Linked DNA regions of Oryctolagus cuniculus: region 2 is linked to region 1. A link is a contact called in public Micro-C data. All regions are on one chromosome and are shown on one strand. Each heading gives the region's core, a stretch centred on a gene start, on an enhancer-like site or on the middle of the called end of the contact. The rest is flanking DNA. Distances are from core to core; before and after follow the strand shown. Region 1 overlaps LOC103351973 (a long non-coding RNA gene). Region 2 holds the start of RAP2C (RAP2C, member of RAS oncogene family).

Evidence for each region. A called contact is a pair of places that touch in the nucleus more often than the background predicts.
Region 2: a Micro-C map of ear pinna shows a contact between it and region 1, with 7 times the contacts expected there. The contact joins the promoter of RAP2C here to the enhancer-like site in region 1. A contact is called at or near these places in 3 of 6 Hi-C or Micro-C datasets (ear pinna, psoas muscle and an unstated tissue).

Annotation. Positions count from the first base shown.
Region 1 is chrX:109,444,596-109,448,979 of mOryCun1.1, reverse strand. The region is part of intron 2 of LOC103351973 (a long non-coding RNA gene); the gene reads left to right. Among named protein-coding and RNA genes, the nearest start is that of STK26, 160 kb to the left of the region's middle. Within about 2 kb of position 1,584, at least 3 of the 8 cell types and tissues checked have an H3K27ac peak or open chromatin away from gene starts, as enhancers often do. A contact at or near this core is called in ear pinna, where this site is marked.
Region 2 is chrX:109,805,363-109,809,715 of mOryCun1.1, reverse strand. RAP2C (RAP2C, member of RAS oncogene family) reads left to right here and starts at 2,018. Exons shown (of 4, transcript XM_017349937.3): 1 at 2,018-2,158; 2 at 3,774-4,353. The coding sequence starts at 4,321.

The DNA.
Region 1 (4,384 bases), core at 335-2,834:
CTGAATCTTTGGCAAGCACCATGTCTTAGTTACTATGAGGAAATGTTTTTAATACTTACCTCTAAGAGATAAATGGTAACACACACACACACACGCAATAAAGTCGTAGTGTTATAGGCAGGCAGATAGGATAAAATTGATCAGGTTTGTGAGCTGGAAGACCACGCCTTCACCATGCCCCTGTGTGACCTCTTGCCCCTACCTTGCCACACTTGTGTGCCCACCACCCAATCAGACTAATGCCCGAGACATTAAACAGTTGGACTAGCACAAGGTATCAGCAGTATTAGAATGAGGGCTTAGGGGGTGGTCCCTGAGTTGTAATCCCTTTTGGAAGGGGATTACAGCCTGGGACATGGTGGGCCCAGCCCTTTGGCCTTTTTGCCCTTTTTCCCTTTTGTCCTGGACCCACTTGGGGTCCCCGCACGCGTGGCCTTCAGGGTGCGTGGCCTTTGGGCCACCCACCCCATGTTTCCTGGCCTGCATGCTCCTCCACATGGCTGGCTCCTGGTACTTGGTAGGAATCCAGATTTCCCTCTCTTTAGATAGGGCCCTCATTCTCCTATGCATTTTTCTCACTGATAAAAGCTTAAAACTTATCATGCTGCCTCATTTATTTGTGCCAGTATTCAGAATTCTTCTCTGAATATTAGGGAAGAACCCACAAGACTTATTAATATTGTGAATTCATTAATAAGCACAGGGTAATATAAATGGCACCCCATATTCTGATATCATACCGCACCCCAGATGGGACTTCCAAGGGGTCTGCCTCCGAAAACAGTAGGAAGCCATTTAATGACATAGGAAAATGCTTGTGATGGTAAATGAAATTGTGAGACAAAACTTTTAAGTGACCCCTGATTGGGACATATATCTCCTGTTATTGTGGGGCACCATCTGAGAGCTATTTGGGTTCCCTCCTTAAAGCCCCAGTCAAATGGATGCTGACAACACAAAAGGCCTAGGTCTTTATCCAGAAGATAATCCTTAGAGATAAGCTGGGCAATGACACATGAATTGAAAATTAGAAATGTCCTGAAATTGAGTTTCTAGCATTTTCTGTCCAGGGATGTGTTCTGGAGACTTGCTACCAGAAACAGATGACTTGATAACTTAGGAACATCCTGGAGATGTAATGCTAAGTGAACAGGAATAGAACTATGAAGGCAAAGACTAGTGGAAATTAGATTCTTAAAAGAGAATGTGTCTGATAAGGTGGTGGTTTAAGTCTCAAATTGGTTTCAGATGGAAACCAAGAGCAAAAGTTCAGCAGCACAATCATTTGTAAGGCCTCCATATTCCTTGGCGCCTTTGTTTCTTGGTGGCGTTTTTTCAGACAGGACGGGCGGGAGAAGGCCTGGCGAGCAGGTCCTGTTGACAAGTATGGAGCACTACTGCCATCAGGAGGAAATAGTTTGAAAACTCCCTACACCCTTATTGCACCGCTCGCGAGAGGACTTTCGGTTTAGCAAGGTTTATTTAGCGGAGAGATCTAGCAAGTCCAGGCCTCAAATCTGGCCTCTGAGGTATTCCCAGAGTTTTAGGCAAAAGCTCCATGCTGGCTTGACAAGAACGATATTCAGTGGTAGCAGCTGGCTATACCAGCGGTACATTCGAGGTTCGACAGAGCCTGCGGCTGCCGGCACAGGAAGTAATAGGGTGGGGCTTTGGTTAAGGAAATCTCTTAGACCACAATGCAGGGCTGCAACACTTTCTGCTCCTGAGCCTTGCATGAGAAAGGCCAGTTCACCTTATCCTGGGGCCAGAGCACCTGGGCTTCATGTGGTAGCACCACCCATAAAACAAGCTAATCCAAAGTGATATGGAAAAGCAGCAAGTGTACTTGCTGAGGGATCTATAACAAGACAGGTGCCTGGAACTCATTGCCTTGAGCTCGGAGAACAGAGGATCACTGCAGGTCACACTGCCAAACCAAGAAGGGCCAAACATTCTGCCCGGGAGCGAGCCATGCACACAAGGGACCAAACAATGTGAGGAAGGCCAGAAGGAAGTCTCTGAGCCCAGATACAACAAGCATGTTACTTGTATCTGGTCCCTCAGGCTTAAGGAAAGGTGTGCCCCCTTCACTGTCCCCACCCCCCCCAGCCACATCTCAGTTTTCTTGGTGCAGTTGGAGGGGGGGGGGGCGGGGGGGAATCTGTTCCTTCAGTTGTTCTCTCAGAGGGTGATGATGTCTTTGAAGCCTGTTCTCACAGTTAAGAGCTCCAGATGAAATGCCTAGTAAGCCTGTCAAGGTAGCCACGATTTTGTGTGAACATTCATTGAACCACACTTGTAATGCAAGTAATGGAAACGGAAAAAGAATTGATCTGCATGAATTATTATTTTAAAAATAAATATAAAGGTACATTTAGTATCCCATGTATGACAGCCTGTATAGTAAGAGCTATATATGCTGTGATAAAAGAATCTCCAGAGGTAAGCCAAATAATAGCCTTCTTTTTAAAAGAAGTTAGAGTTACACAGAGAGAGAAGGAGAGGCAGAGAGAGAGAGAGAGAGGTCTTCCATCCGCTGGTTCACTCCCCAGATGGCCTCATCAGCTGGAGCTGTGCCAATCCGAAACCAGGAGCCAAGAGCTTCTTCCAGGTCTCCCACGGGTGCAGGGGCCCAAGGACTTGGACCATCTTCCACTGCTTTCCCAGGCCATAGCAGAGAGCTGGATCAGAAGTGGAGCAGCCGGGACTCCAACTGGCGCCCATATGGGATGCTGGCACTGCAGGCCACAGCACTGGCCCCTGAATAATAGCCTTGCACTAAATGTAAAAGAGCTAATATTTCTGATAAAATTGAGGGAGAGTTCTTGGGAAGCTGGGAAGCCATGATGGGATGCCAGGTGACTAGAAATGGCCTCTTCCAGGGCTAGAACTTTGATCATCTTCTTTCCTCATTTGGTCCTGGAATCCCAAGTCTTGTTCTTTGGAGTCCACAGATAAATGGGGGAAAATCCTGAAAGACTTCTGTTACTTGAAGAAATCGGGAAGTGAGAAGCCAAGTGCTGGTGGAAATCGAATGCTTGGAAAGAGAAGATGGCAGATGAGGATGAGGATGGGTGGTTGGAGCTTCGTTTTGGTTTTAGATGGAAATAGAAAGCAAAAGCACAGCAGTCCAAGCTGGTTTCCTCAAACTGGGCAAGCAGTGTTATTTCCTGGTGACTTTTTGTTCGTTAGCGTTTTTTTCACTCTGGTTGGGCGGGGGAAGAGTTCCGGTGGTGGGGGAGGGGCGCAGAGCTGGTTGACATTTCTGGAGCACTACTGCCATCATGAGGAAATTAGTTGATGAAGCTGTAAGCCTTGAGTATTTCTTACCAGAAGACCCGGAAGCTGAAGAAGGTTTGACATGTTGGGGTATTGAGTAGCTTGTGGCTCGAGAATGGAGAACGGTGTCCTTATGGTCTCTACCTTCCAGGAATCTGGACAAAGATGTAATAGAGTTGCAGAAGCTGGCTAAGGTGAGTGGCCTGGATGGGAGAAGGTGCTACCAGGAAATTCAGGTACAGGAAGTCGTCAAGGTGGAGCTTGAATGTCTTCCCCGTGTAGGAGGAACTAGAGGAAGCAATTCTCTGCCAAGTGCTGGCCTTCTGATCATTTGGTCTCCTGTCCCTACCTCTTGGATTTGAAGCAGTTTTGGGCACAATACTGTTGTGTGCTGGAGTCTGGTCCACGTTTGGCATCAGTGTCAGCTCAGTGTGCAGGGGAAATTTTCTTAGTATTTACCCCCCCCCCCATACATATATATGTGAGTTTTATTTATTTACTTATTTATTTATTTTTATTTGAGAAGTAGAGTGTCAAGGAGAGAAAGAGAAATCTTCCATCTGCTGGTTAATTCTCCAAATGCCAGCAATAGTTGAGGCTGGGCCAGGTCAAAGACAGAAGCCAAGAATTCCATTGGGATCTCCCACATGGTTGGCAGAGACTCAGCTATGTTGAGACATCATTTGCTTCTTCCCAAGGTGTGCATTAACAGGAAGCTGGATGGGAAGTGAAGGAGGAACTTGAACCCAGACACTCCAGCTGGGATGTAGGCATGCCAAGGGGTGGCTGAACCACTGCGCCACAGTACTTACCCTTGTGAAGCGTATATTGAAGAATTTATTCAGAGCTGAGAGACAATCACTGACAATCAACAAAGCCCTCATGAATGTCTTGGAGATATCTGACGTCAAAGCATGCCTTAAGGATCCCAGATCACTTTCTATAGTGAAGAAAACCAGAATCTTTGGACAAATTTCTAAGTAACAGAAAATCAGTCATCTGAAGGATATTTAATGACATGTGATATGGCCTTGTGATGTAAGTTGTGGCAGAATTATGATAGGAGAAAACTCAAAACCCAAGTGGATCCTCATACTACGTGAGT
Region 2 (4,353 bases), core at 769-3,268, 360 kb before region 1:
TTTTGTAATAATTTTTCAAAATACATGAAGGAGGTGGATTGATAGTCTAACACAATATTTTTTTTGACAGGCAGAGTTAGAGAGAGAGAGACAGAGAGAAAGGTCTTCCTTCCATTGGTTCACCCCCCAAATGGCCACTACAGCCGGCGCTGCACTGATCTGAAGCCAGGAGCCAGGCACTTCTTCCTGGTTTCCCACGCGGGTGCAGGGGCCCAAGCACCAGGGCCATCCTCCACTGCCCTCCCAGGCCACAGCAGAGAGCTGGACTGGAAGAGAAGTAACCGGGACTAGAACCCGGCACCCATATGGGATGCGGGCACCGCAGGTGAAGGATTAACCTACTGTGTCATGACGCTGGCCCCAAATACATACATTTTTTAAAAAAATATTGAACCCCATTAAATCTTTGAATTGAAACCAGATAGCTAGCATTTATTGCGGATCCATAATATACAAAAGATTGTGCTAGGCACTTACCTGTAATACCTCATTACATTGTCACAGTAAATTTCAGCTCCTTTTTAGAGATAAGGCGTTAGAAGCTCAGACTGGTGAAATCATTTGCTTGAGGTCACACTGCTACACGAAGGGAAGCTGCAATTTAAATGTCTCTGCCTCATTTCAGAGCCCTGAGCCTCAGTTGCCGGGCCTCACTATTCTAATTGGACTTTATACTCTTATTGCCTAATGAAAGTACACTGGCAAACAAGTGAGATAATGTATGTGAAATTACTTTTCTAAGTATAGAGATGTTTGAGGACAGCAAGCAGGAGTTTGTTTAAATTGGGCAGGCCTATCTGCTGACCCCCTATCTTTTATTTTTTATTTTTTTTATTTGAAAGGCACAGTTACAGAGGGGAGATAGAGAAAGATCTTCCATCCACTGATTCACTCCCCAAATGGCTGCAAAGACTGGAGCAAAGCCAGTCCTAAGCCAGGAGCTTCTTCTGTGTCTCCTACGTGGGTGGCAGGGGCCCAAGGACTTGAGCCACCTTCTGCTGCTTTCCCAGGCACCCCAGCAAGGAGCTGGATCGGAAGTGGAGAAGCAGGGACAGGAACTGGCGCCCTAGTGAGATGCCGGCACCAGCACAGCAGGCGGTGGCTTTACAAGCCACATAGCCGGCCCCCTGCTGACCCCTAGGCAGAACTGTCTATTGACAAAGTGTTGATTAACAACTTCCTTTCATTTCTCCTTTAAATACATGCTAATTTTATATTTACTGCTTCCTTTCCTAAAAACAACTGATCATTGTTCAAAAATTAACACGAGAAAGGAAAGTTCTTTAATATCTCTCACCTATAATTACTTTGTTTCAGATTTCCATGGTTATATAACTGTCACGCACACTCTTATTTGACACTAATGGGAGCAACTGTACATTTTTCAGTATCTACTTTAGCCTTACAACATATCTTGGCCTTATTTTCATAATTAGCACTTACAAATATATTTTTCTCTTTTTAATAGCTGCATACTGTCCTATTTTGCGAGTATATGTACATAATTTATAAGAATCATCGACTGTAAGACACTGAAGTCATTTCCAATTTTGCATTTTTCTAATGAATGCTGTAATGACTTCCCTTCCTAAGAAAGTTTAGAAGGATCTTCAGACTGAGTGTGACACTTGCCAACCCTGTAGTTAATGAAAGTGACCCAGTGGGAGTGTGTGGCATGGGGAGGAGTAAGTTTCACTGTGTGGACAAAGAACGCTCCAAACCAGGGCCAACACGTTCGGGGATGATTAGAGCTGCCAACAGGTGGGACAACTTCAAAAAGAACTCCCTGTTTTCACAATTTAGTAATAGAGCAGAGACTGGCTACGATTGCTCAACGCTGGCTGGATCAGAAGAGGAATTTCCAGACTCGGTTACAGGCACGGCTGGTGGAAGGCTGTGGATTCCACCAGACAGTCTGGAGACAGCCAGACAGGGAGATGAGCAGCAGAGCTCCAAATCAGGCAACAGCACGTGTGGAAGGAGCGCTGACCTATGGGGAGACTCCTAACTCACAGACCAATACTCTTCCAGCAGGGGGCAGTGCCTCAGATATCTGGCAGGCCCCAGGCCAGCTGGAGCCAGAGCTGGGGACTCCGTGGGAGAGATTGCACCAGCTTGAGGCCGAGGAGAAACTGAACTAAATAGTCCCTCGAATACTGTAAGTGACATTGGGGTATACACAGGGAGGGACAGTGGGACTTCACGCTGCTGTGATTCGCCTGTTTTCTAGTGCCTAGCAATTTGCGTAATAAATCGTTTTTTTAAACAGTTTGGTCATTAGGGCTTGCAAGAAGGGAATTTGGGGAGACTTTAACCCGGCTGGCCCCCGAATCTGTTAGATTTCTGGGTGCATGCTTTAATCAAAAAGGGAGTGACATGCCTAAAATACAGCCTAGCATTCTGGCCCAGGGGCCCTGTGGATCTGACACAAAGTTTACAAGTAGAAAGTCAGCAAAGGGAAAGATATGTAACAATTCTATCGAAAAGTAGAAACTTAGTGTTTGCTAACAGTGGAATTAATATTTGTATTAAGATTCCAATGACGCTAAAGAATGGCCTTTAAAAAAAAAACACTTGAACGTGGAAGAGACAACATGCAAATTGCTATGCATGCAGATGATCGGAAATTTAATAGAAATTAGTCTGCAGGTCCAAAGGATTTTCCATAAACGCTTCCCTGAATATTGGTTAGCTTTTCTGCTGTGCAGGCATGGTTGAAATCAAATGGAGTACCATAAATTCTTTTTCTAATGCTCTTTTCTACCTAGCCTTGTGCTTTTTTTTTTTTTTAATTTAAGGAGTGACTTTAATATTTGCTAGTGGAGTCAAGGCAGATTTGCCAGAAGATGATAAAACTACTGTGTGTATTTAACTGTCAGGTACGGCTAAGCAACACACCACATATCAAATCAGAGCCATAGCGAAGTCTAGGAATATGTTGCATGCATTTCTTAGAGGCATATCAAGTGGAAAAAATACCAGCAAAGAGAATAAACTTCTGGGCGGTTTTATTCTCCCTGCAACTTCTAGTCCAGGGACATGAGGCGCTCTCCCGGTCGCTAGATTGTTAGCTGACGATCCGGCGCGGGCCAAGGAGCGGATCAAGTCCTCAGGCCCAGCTGCGGCAGGCTGAAGCTGAGGCAGAGGAGCTGCAATGGCTTTGGGGGTGGGACGGTCAGCAGCAGCCGCGGGCGGGAAGGCCCAGACGCCGGAGGTTCTCGGAGAGGCCTTTTCCCAAGGCCGGAGCCCCGACCCGAAACCGTCCCCGGCCGGCTCGCTGGCTCGCAAGCTTGCTCACTCGCTCAGCAGGGCGCGGCCCCAGCGCCACCCGGCTCGCCCCGAAGAGGTGGGACTTTCCCCCACCGGAAGTGATCCCGTCCAGTCTCGGGGAACTGGGGCACCTCAGTCAGTGTGTCAGGGAAACCCTTCCGGGTGTGTGTTGGGGGGTGGGGTGGGGGGTGGGTAAGAAAAAAAAAAGAGGTGGGTTCGCCAGGAGTCCCTGCGGCCGCCGCCGCCGCCGCCGCCGGACGGCCCCCGCCCCTTTCCCCCTCGGCGAGCAGCCACGCTGGGGCGGCGGTGACACACAGGAGCCAGCGGGTGGCCATGGCCTTGGAGTGACAGAGCCTCCCGGGCGGCTGGGCGGGTGCGGACGGCAGGGTAAGCGGCGGCGGCGGCGGCGGCGGCGGCAGCCTGGTTCGGGGGAAGGAGAAGCCGGGGCCTCTGGATTGGGGCGAGGGTCAGGCGGGTAATGCGTGTCTTTCTCCCCACCACAGGCCGGACGACCCCCGCTGGAGCCGGGGCCCAGAGACCCGCCCGGGCTGCAGTGACGGGAGCGGGGCCCGCAGGCCTGGGCCGGCTCGGCGGCAGCGCTAGCAGGAAGCGGGGTCCCTGGGCCCCTTTGTGTGAAGGGCGGGGGAGGGCTGCCGGGCAGCCCCTGGCTGCGGGCTCCTTGGACCGCCCGACTGCCCGCGGGGCTGTCTTTCCGCGGCCCCCACCCCTTTCCCTCCTTGGGGTGCGCCGCGTCTCCCCACCCTCGCTCGGCTGCTCCCAGCTCGCCCTCCTCCCCACGCCCCCTGCCTGGGCTTCAGTTCCTATAGGAAGGGCATTACCATCCCATCCCCACCCACCCGACACTTGGCTCTTTCCCCTCCCCCTCCCGTAACTTCCTCTTCTTCCCCGGTTGGGCCCTCGGCTCCTCTGCACTCTCCTCGCCAGTTTGCAGATTTCCGCCCACCTTCCGCCTAGCCGCGCCGCAGCCAGCGCAGCTAGCGGGGTGTTCTTTTCCCCCGCGTCGGGTAGGAGTTGGTGAAGGGGAGACTCATGAGGGAATACAAGGTAGTGGTGTTAGGGAGC